Linked DNA regions of Hordeum vulgare: all the other regions are linked to region 1. A link is a contact called in public Hi-C and HiChIP or PLAC-seq data. All regions are on one chromosome and are shown on one strand. Each heading gives the region's core, a stretch centred on a gene start, on an enhancer-like site or on the middle of the called end of the contact. The rest is flanking DNA. Distances are from core to core; before and after follow the strand shown. Region 1 holds the start of LOC123449259 (wall-associated receptor kinase-like 14). Region 2 holds the start of LOC123449254 (probable E3 ubiquitin-protein ligase ARI2). Region 3 holds the start of LOC123449255.

Region 1 (3,115 bases), core at 322-2,821:
CAATTCTAGGTACGCAGCCGACGCCGCGGATTATTAGATGCGTGGTCAACGAGAGCGAAGGAGCAGAGTAATGGCTAGTCTGTCTAGCTCGCACAATTTGACTCGCCAAATGCAGAAGGAAAATAAAGAAAGATGTAATACCGTCCAGCCATTGTACTGACCTTCCCGGCAACCGGTGCCGTCGACGAAGCCGTCGCCATGGAGTCCCTCTGGGCAGTCGCACTGGAACCCTTCCGGCCGCGTCTTTGTCGCCGGGAACTGGGTGCAGTTGGCTCTGCGGTCGCACTGGCAACGCCCCGGCACCCACCAGTCCAGCTCCAGCGCGCCGAGCAGCAGCGACGGCCCCTGCGCTTCGGAGTAGCTCACCGCCGACACCAGCCCGGTGCAGTTGTACCTGAGAATCTCGCTTCTGTTGAGAAGATGGTGGCCGATGGTGTTGTTTGTACGAAGAGGAAGGCCGCTGGCGTTGCTGGGACGTTGAGGCAGGATGCAGCGGATGGACTCGTTGGCGGTGCAGTGGGACGAGGGCATGTCCATGTAGGGGTCCGGCGGCTCGCTGCTGCAGTTTTTGATGTGGTCGGCCTCGGAGCTGCTGCAGGAGCTGACGACGAGCGTGTTCCCCGAGGCGGGCGCGTAGCTGTCGGAGAAGAGCGCCTCGATGGACGCATTGAACGACCGAGAGCAGTCGGGATGCAGGTTGAGGATGAGCGCGCGCGGCGTGACGTTGCGCACGAGCAAGCCCAGCTCCCGCGCGCCGCCGAGCCACGCGGCGCCGACGCCGTCGATGCCGACGTCGCAGCTGAGGCGTATCGTGCAGCCGCTGGAGAAGCCGAACGGGTACGGCAGCGTCATGGCCCCGCAGCTCCGCACGCAGCTCCCGTTGCCTTCGCCGGTCGCGGCCGCCGCGTGCAGCAACACGGCGGCCAGAAGCAGCGCCGCGCCCCGCATCTCCGTAGCTGGCTAGCTATCTACCTAAGCTTATTTTGCTTCCGAGCTCCGAGCACGCCGTCCCTCTCATCATAGATTTGTTACTAGCTAGTGAAGCAAGCGAGCGACGCTCGCTCTTGCTGCTCTGTGCTGTGCTGCTGCGGCGCGGGAAAGGGAAGCAAGCGAAGCAGGCTTGCGGGAGCCGGGCGAAGGGAGGGGGGGTGATGATCGATCGACGGTGTATGTATGTGGTGGTGCGTGCGCTTGCGTCCCCGCCGCGTCGGCTGTCAATTTTGCTCCTTCATTGCAGTGGAATTCCCGCATTAAAACCCGAGACCAGCGACCAACCTACTCCTACTGCTCCCCATCCCGCACTGCACACACAAACACACTGGCACGCAGCTCATCGCTGCTACTACTACTACCCCGGCCGTCTCGTCTAGCTAGCTAGGCCCCAGCTGAGAATCCAAGTAATCACTCCGCCAGCAGTTCATCCTCTCCTCTCGTCTCGCCGTCATGGGGAGGATGCGGGGCCGTACGTCGTCGTCTGCGTCCGCCCGCAGCTCACGGGCACCCGTTCCCACTGCCACGGTCACGGCCAGCTTATTACTCTGTGCGTTCTCCGTAGATGATCCCTCCACCGTGGACCGGAGACCTCGGCCTCGGGTGGCCGCCAGCTAGAGCCCGGCCCACCCTCTCCACACGCTGCGCCCACTTGCCGTGCGCCGCATGCCAACGGACTAGAAAAATCCCGGGCCAAACGACGACCCGCGAGGTCAGGCGACGCAACTGGTCGTTTTCTTTCCCCGGAAACCGTGTAGTGGAACCACGCACGTATGCTCATGCGGTCATGCCCTTAGATTATACTGTACTGTACTACTCCTATAAGAGGTGACAAGTGACATAATCTAGTAACAAGGTTTTCAGGATTAGAAGAAACTAAGTTTTAGTACTCTAGGGGCGGCTAGATGCACCCAACGTGGTACGTAAGATGGTGGAGACACCTAACCATGCAACTATCTGCTTAATACCACGATCTAATACGTTCGTGGGGAAATAATTAATTAAGGTCAACCTACTCTGCGGCACTGATGAGCAGCTAATGGATGGGCTGTGCGGTGTTCAACCAAGCTGATGCTGCTAGTAGTATTAATTACAAGCCACGCTACTCCAAAGTTGATTTGACTGGTACATATGCTATCATATTTTCAGCTGCCGAAAATGATAAAAATTAAGGAAAACAAACAAATGTACTACACTGCCGACAAGCTTGAACAGCTTTTCAACCATACCTGGATAACCTGTCCCTGATAGTATTAGCTATTCCAAGAAGCAGCCTTGGATCCTGATTACCGGCGGCTGCTGCTTCCACTTTCCACACCCGCCAAAGTTCCGAGTTCCGCTCGTCGCCGCAGTCAACCGCCACAGCTTGCATACGCCAAATCAGCGCGAAAAAAGGACATCAGATAGGAGGGGCCACAGAAAAAAGTTGCTTCAAAACCAGCAGATAGCGTTGAAAGTAACAGAGAAGGATACAATTAACTCCGACGTTTTGCGGAGGGTTACAGCGGAAAAGGAAAACAGTGGCATTTTCTACCAATTTGCTCCTGAGAAGCCTCTGAGACGACAATTGCTTGACTCTGCCCAGTTGGCAAGCTGGATTGCGGTTTTTCGTCGTCGCTTTCAACACTACAGAGGCAAAGAATCGGAAATACTGGAATGCTGCTTCTCTTCTCTGGTAACACGACTGGCGTCATTAATCTGACAATGGTTCATGTGGTTTTACAACGACAACAAAAACTGTACGCGATGTCATACAACAGTTCGCCACTTTAATATTTCTTCAAGAAGAAACTGCAACCTCAGTCAGATTTTAGTAGGTAATATACATCACAGTGATTCAGAACATGAATCTCCTCTCGTTACATGTATCAAAAGGTATGCTGTGTGGACCTCAGATTTCGAGTATGGTTCTTATCTGCTCCGGCGAATGCTTGACCAACGATCTTGGGTCAGGATAACAGTTCTTTGGATCCATCACCGCCTTGTAGATGAGCTCGTAAGCTTCTGCTAGAGCTCTCGCCAAACCGTAGCAAGCGTCTGATCGTAACCTTGGAACCTGGAGCTGCTCGAATTCTGGCAAGGAGCCTTCTGTCCCAGTCACAAGACCATAGAATGCCTTCAAACA
Region 2 (3,115 bases), core at 324-2,823, 780 kb before region 1:
GTGTGCCTCTTAGAAACGAGAAAACGTGTTTTCTGTTTTTTTGTGAGAGACACGATTTTGCTTTCCCTAGAGGGACACTTTTGCTTCCACGAGAGTATACCTTGCCATGGGTAGCCCAGTCCAGACGATCCGACCTGATCAGGCCCGAAAATCTCGAACCGGGCCGGGCCTCCAAACATGTCATCGGCCCAAGCTCGGGCCTGGAATTTGAGCCACGCGGTCGGGCTCGGGCTTGAAGAATACTGATTTTCCGCCGTGATCGGGTCATGCCAGTCGGGCTTTTTCTGGCTTGGGTCGAGCTTGGACCCAATATTTAGGCTCAACGGTCGGGCCGGGACGGGCTCAGGCCTGGGTTTTTAGCACCGGACTTTTTCGGCCCGGCTCGAAGGCTAACCCTGCCCAAAGTATGCCGAGGCATACGCGAGAGGCATGGTCGTGCCTCTCGAAAACGAAAAATCGTGTTTTTTATTTTTTTTTCGCTAGTGACACGGTTTTGCATCCGCGTGAGGCGCGGTTTTGTCTTTGTGAGAGGCACAGAACTGTGCCTCTCGGAAACAAAAAAAAACATGTTTTTTCTATCACAAGAGGCACGGTTTCTTCATCCAATTTTTTTGTCTTTTTTTGCGAGAAAAAGTTTATCAAAATCTATCAACATGGGATCTATTTTGAAGATCTCAACGTGAGAAAATCAACAATGAAATCGATTCGAAATTTAAACACATGGTTAAGAGATAAACATTTTAAAAATACTGATCTACGAAAAAAACCTCTTAGATTGCAACAAGTGACACATACAATGCATCATTTATCCAAACTTTAAAAAAAGATGAAAGTGATGTTTGAAAAATATATTTCTCAATTAGTGATTTTAGAGAATTAATGAAGCGGGTACAATGGACCCTATGCCACGCCAGTTTGCCACAAATGGACAAATGTTCTCCCGTTCATGGATACAAAAACTAAGAACAAAGTGAACTTCATGAATTTTAGGCATGCACGCTGGATTGATTGGACGACGATATTTTCGGGTCTACAACAAGCACAATGCGGGTCAAGAACTTAAGATCGATGCAGTTGGTGCCTTTTATCTCAGATGTCAAGGAATGCAATCAGCGCCATCGTCATCACAAATGAAACACACATTTAGAAGCGTGACCAATTGCATGGGTGTGATCTCAAACTCACAACGAAATGGGTCCGACAACCAAACAGTCTTAGAATCAGACCTGAGCATTGCTTGTTCATCAATTATATCTAACGGGTGTCCAACAACGTCAGAGTTTGTTTACACAAAACCGTTGCGTGTGGTGGGTTAAAGAGAAAAATTGCACGGCACAACCAGCATTCGCCCCCGTGTGTAAACTCTCGCTGTCCCTTGAGGTCTTACCTTGCCTTCTAAGCCCAGCCTGCTACACAGGCCCAAACTCACAGCTGGGCCGAAGCCGGACGCCTAGGGTGCTGCCACGGAGCGTAGGTGTGTGCCAACTGCCAGCTTTTCCCCATTAAAAAAACCAAAACGGTGCCTGGCAGTTTTTCACTTACCCCCTTCACCCGCACCAGCAGCAGCCGAAAGGCGCAGCCCTTCCCCAATTCCGGCCACGCCCCAGCGCCTCCGCTACCCCCACCTTCACTCCCCTCCCAGCTCCTCCTCCGCCGCCCCCCGTCCCCGTCTCCCACGCCGCCCCCCTCCGGCCCGGTATCTAATCCACCCCGCGCTTCCCCAGCTCCGCCGCCGCCTTTTCCACCAACTCCGTCCGCCAATCTAGAAACCCCTATTTCCTTGCGCCGCCGTCGCTCGTTTTGATTCGGCTGATCTGATCGGTCGCTGAGCCGATGGGCAGCGACGCCGAGGAAGTGTCCCAGCCGGCGTCGTCGCCGGAGTACGAGCAGGACGACGACGACGACGACTGCTACCTGAGCGATCAGGAGGACGATGCCCTAGAGGAGTCCGTCCTCCAGGTCCTCGAGGACGGCAACCTCGAGGACTGCCATTGGTCCTCCTCCTCCGTACGCGCCTCGCTTGCCCGTCTTTCCCCTGGCCCTCTCCGCCCATTGGCGCCCCCGATTGCTTCTCCTACTGACGGGTTATTTCCTTGCCTGTGCTTGCAGGTGATCACCAAGGAGTATCTCTTGGCGGCGCAGGTGACTATGTGGCCCGACGGCTCCCCCCATTCTATTTCCAGGATTTAAGCGATTTCCGGATGCTGACGCTTTGTTTTGTAAACTTGTTCTGGCTGATTGGGGTCTGTAGAGGGAGGATCTCAGGAAGGTGATGGATCTGCTAGGGTTAAAGGAGCACCACGCAAGGACGCTTCTAATTCACTACCGATGGGATGTGGAGAGGATATTCGAGCTGCTCGATCAGAAGGGGAGGGATAGGCTCTTTTCCGAGGCTGGTATTCCTCTCGGAACCGCTAATAATGCCGGTTCGCCCTCTGCGACGGAGGTCACCTGCAATGTTTGCTACGATGATGTGCCCCTCTCGTCCGCTTCCCATATGGACTGCGGCCACAACTACTGCAATGAATGTGAGTAGTAGTCGTTGAGAACAAGTGCTTGTTGTTTATATGAAGCTTTGCATATGTGCTAGCTATAGCTTTTATATGTTGGTAGAAAGATTGCACGATTGCATTTTCGGATGAATGCTTTGCTTTCTTACAAGTGTGCTAATCAGCAGTGTGATATTCGTGTATTAGGAGCGACAAATCAACAAATGTCTTATTATCCTACTTCTGAAGAAAATGGCGCAACTTATCATATTCATTTAGCTCTGTATGATTGTGGACCACCTGTACTTGTACTTCATGCACACAATTAACCTAGGGAAGCAGAGGATATCACTTCCTAGTCGCAAGAATAATCATTGTGTTACTTCATGTAATCTACTATCTATTATTAAGAATTTTGGCCCTAAGTACCAGTGTAGAATATATCAACTATACAACTCCCTACCTCCACGCCTACCACACCCTGTGAATTAGCATTGCTATATCATTTCTTCCTGAACAGCACTAATATGTGTGTTTCATCAGGTTGGACAGAATATTTCATTGTGAAAATAAATGAGGGGCAGAGTAGGCGTGTCAAGTGCATGGCTCCAAAGTGCAATGCCATC
Region 3 (3,115 bases), core at 336-2,835, 680 kb before region 1:
GGCAGCGTGACATCGGGGTAAGGAAGTGGCACGCGGTGCTCCCAGTGCCACCGCGTTTGGTGCATCGGGACGCTCACGCCCTGGCGAGGCCGGTGGGAAGACGACGACGGTGAGATGGCGCGGGGGAAGAGCGGGGCCTTGCCCTTCTTTGGGAAGCCGCCGACCATGGTGTGCTAGGGTTTCGGTCGCTTGGTCGCCGACGAGGTGGCGAGATGGGGACGGGGGAGGGTTCTGGAAGCAGATGGTTAAACCCACCGCACGCTCGGATTAAAAAAGGCCGATTGCGGTCGCCGACGCGTGGGCCCGAGGATGGCGGCCGTCATAAATTATGTTGTCCGCGGTGGTTGGGGGCGGACACCGAGGGGGCGTGTGTCTGCTTCGCTTTCGTGCTGACGCATTTCAGTCTCAATTTTGGGCCGGAAAATGGGTCGGCGCGTTGGCCATCATTTTTTTCCGTGCCGACCCAAACGGACGGCGACAGACGGAATGTATCGTCCCATTGAAGTTGCTCTAATGTATTTTTTCGCACGCCGGCAAAAATGAGTTCGGCCAGCGTTGCACGCATGCGCCGATCCATTTACGAAAGTATATGTTCGTATTCGTCTGGCCGGCTCAAACGGACAAAAAACTAACAAAATCGCCCTTTATTTAGATCGGCCCGTTGGAGCTGGCCTAACCACTCTTTTATGCGTGCACGTAACGCAGGATTGGTCTAGGTAGCAGGAGACGGCCCCGGCCGCTGTGGATATCCTGTGAGCCTGACGAGGGTTCCTTCAGTTTACTGGTAGACAGTGGACACATGTGGCGAGCGTGTCACATGACCTGCCAAAGTTGTTTCTCACGGAGGTCAAGCCCGCACCAGCGCATCACGGCAAAGGAGCGCCCGTTTCGAGGTGAAAAGAGGACAGATTCACCGCAGTCCACAGTGGACGTGCGCCTGCCCATTTCCTTGGCCTCTTTCTCCGGGGTTTTGGACTCGTGGGCTCTTGCCCTCGCTGTGTGTCATCTCCACCGTCCACACAGGCTTGCTCCCTGCTCGCCCGTGTCTGATGCGTAGACACAGGACGACTTCCATCAATGGCCTCGGCAGTCGGCAGTGAACAGCGTAGCGTAGCGTGGTCTTCACATTCACAGGTAGCAGGTCAAAGATCGATGAGCCATGCATGTTACTGTGCCTGCCTGCATGCTGACTTGCTGCGTCTGTTATTTTTACCTCCCCTGCCATATCAGCTCATCATTACCCTTGAGGCAAAACCTGCACAGTACGCATCAGAATGCAACTTTTTATCGGCAGCAAAAGTCTTGACTTGATTATCCTCTTCCTTCAGCTAAGCGATGGTATACAATGAAGGTGACGGAGGAGTAATTCAGTTAGCTCATCACCATCAGGTCTCAACGTCTGACGCAACGACGGAGTAGAACGGCGAGCAGCCTTGTACAGCGGAGTAAACCAGCAACGCGCGGACGAATGGGCGAGTAAACAAAGAGCTTCCGGATCTGGATAGAGTAGAATAGAGCTGCGTGGAGCCCGGCGCCTCAGCTCTAGTAATAAATACAGTAAGAACTTGCATAGAAAAGGAGGGGAGTTGGTAAGTTTCAGGGCAGGCATACGTAAATTAAACGTGATACACCGCCACCATAAACAAAGCATCGGAATAGCCGGACACAGCAGAGCAAAGGGGAAACCGATCGGAGTAGGCGTGCTACGATTCTCATTTTCTCATAGGCAGCAGCAGCACCCTCCCTCTGGCAGTGGCAGCGCCTCCCTCAAGCTCATCCGTCGCCCTCACGCTCCACGCGCGCGCGCACGCGGCCACCCAGAGAAGCAGCGGCAGCTCCGGGACAAGAGAAGGGAGCCATTCAGAAGGCAGCAGCCCAGTCCGGCCCGGTGGTTTCCTTGGTTAGGTGATCGACTCCCCGGCAACAACCCCGAGAAACCCCGACTCCTTGCGGGCGATTTTTGTGTCCGGTGAGATTCCGAGCTCTCCCTCTCCATTATAGCGTCTCTCCCACCTCCTCTTTCCGTTTGGGTTTCTGGTACGTGTGTAACGTGGCTGCGGATTTCAGGTTTTGGCTTGGCTGGGTTCACCTGTGAGATCAGGCCGGAGGAGCCATTCTTGAGCTCGGCTGCGCAGACCTGCTGCAGTGGAGTGGCTCAGCAATGAATCGCAGCGGCTTCGAGAGGTTCGCACCGTTGGCATTATGCGGTTGCGACATGCTTGCGGTTTCTTTTGCAGCGCCGTGTTTGGATTCTGGACTGGCCTGACGATATGATTCTGCGGTTCTTAGGTAGAAGAAGCACTTGTTGTCGGGTCTGCATTGGCGGTGGTTTTGTTCTAGGAGAATTAATCCTCAGAATGGAGAGCGTAGATTCGCACTCCCCGAGGCGCCATGCTCAGCATCAACAGGTAAATTGCCGGTTGCGGAGATAAAATGCCCCCTTAATTCTTGCGCCATTGTTTTTTCTCTTAATGTTCATAGGCAGAGTGAGAGTCAGTTTTCCTGTTAATTAGATTGTCGCAGCAGGTATTCCGGGTTTTTCTCTCTCTATCATTTTCCCTTCCCGTAGAAATTCTCCATGTCTGAAGTCTGAATCAGTTTGTTCTGCCAAGGATCAAAACCGTCTTGGTCGCTGCATTTGGTAGATGCCTTGGTTGGGGTGTATGTGTTCTTACTGCAAATATCTCATGGTTCTCCCTGCCTCACCATTTTCTGTTTTTATATTCTTCTTCCTTTTTTTTTTTTTTTTTTTTTTTTTTTGCAAAGAATGCTAGGGAACCCAAGGATCATAAGAGCACCAGTAAAAGGCAGTCACACAGCACTGAGATTCCATGCTCTTTGGTACAGGAGGTAAGCGATTGAAATCAACATTTTTTTTTTGGGATTACTACTATATTTCAGTGGCATATGGCCCCATGCATGCCTGACCTCTCTTATTAAGTGCTTTCGACTTGCTTGATTGTTTCTTAGCTATTACTCGTGATTCTGGCTTGTCCCTTTTCTCTTAAATGCCATATCCATGAACTTTGCCAATTATGCAGATTTCTGTAGGAAAATGCCAATTGTAGAATTTTGAGATTCAGTTCATGTTCATCCTTGGTACAATATTGCATGA

The links. A called contact is a pair of places that touch in the nucleus more often than the background predicts. HiChIP or PLAC-seq counts read pairs in DNA pulled down with a chosen protein or histone mark.
Region 2: a contact with region 1 is called in a Hi-C map of seedling, with 3 times the contacts expected there. The contact joins the promoter of LOC123449254 here to the promoter of LOC123449259 in region 1. A contact is called at or near these places in 1 of 6 Hi-C or Micro-C datasets (seedling) and 1 of 1 datasets of contacts at active chromatin or transcription factors (embryo).
Region 3: an H3K4me3 HiChIP or PLAC-seq map of embryo shows a contact between it and region 1, with 8 times the contacts expected there. The contact joins the promoter of LOC123449255 here to the promoter of LOC123449259 in region 1. A contact is called at or near these places in 1 of 6 Hi-C or Micro-C datasets (leaf) and 1 of 1 datasets of contacts at active chromatin or transcription factors (embryo).

Annotation. Positions count from the first base shown.
Region 1 is chr4H:523,797,106-523,800,220 of MorexV3_pseudomolecules_assembly, forward strand. It overlaps LOC123449259 (wall-associated receptor kinase-like 14), which reads right to left and starts at 1,572. Exons shown (of 3, transcript XM_045126405.1): 1 at 162-1,572. The coding sequence starts at 948. LOC123449260 (conserved oligomeric Golgi complex subunit 6) reads right to left here. Exons shown (of 11, transcript XM_045126406.1): 11 at 2,740-3,115. The coding sequence ends at 2,882.
Region 2 is chr4H:523,020,873-523,023,987 of MorexV3_pseudomolecules_assembly, forward strand. It overlaps LOC123449254 (probable E3 ubiquitin-protein ligase ARI2), which reads left to right and starts at 1,574. Exons shown (of 7, transcript XM_045126400.1): 1 at 1,574-2,007; 2 at 2,110-2,142; 3 at 2,252-2,528; 4 at 3,033-3,115. The coding sequence starts at 1,834.
Region 3 is chr4H:523,115,235-523,118,349 of MorexV3_pseudomolecules_assembly, forward strand. LOC123449255 reads left to right here and starts at 1,586. Exons shown (of 12, transcript XM_045126401.1): 1 at 1,586-1,969; 2 at 2,068-2,184; 3 at 2,290-2,408; 4 at 2,767-2,850. The coding sequence starts at 2,358.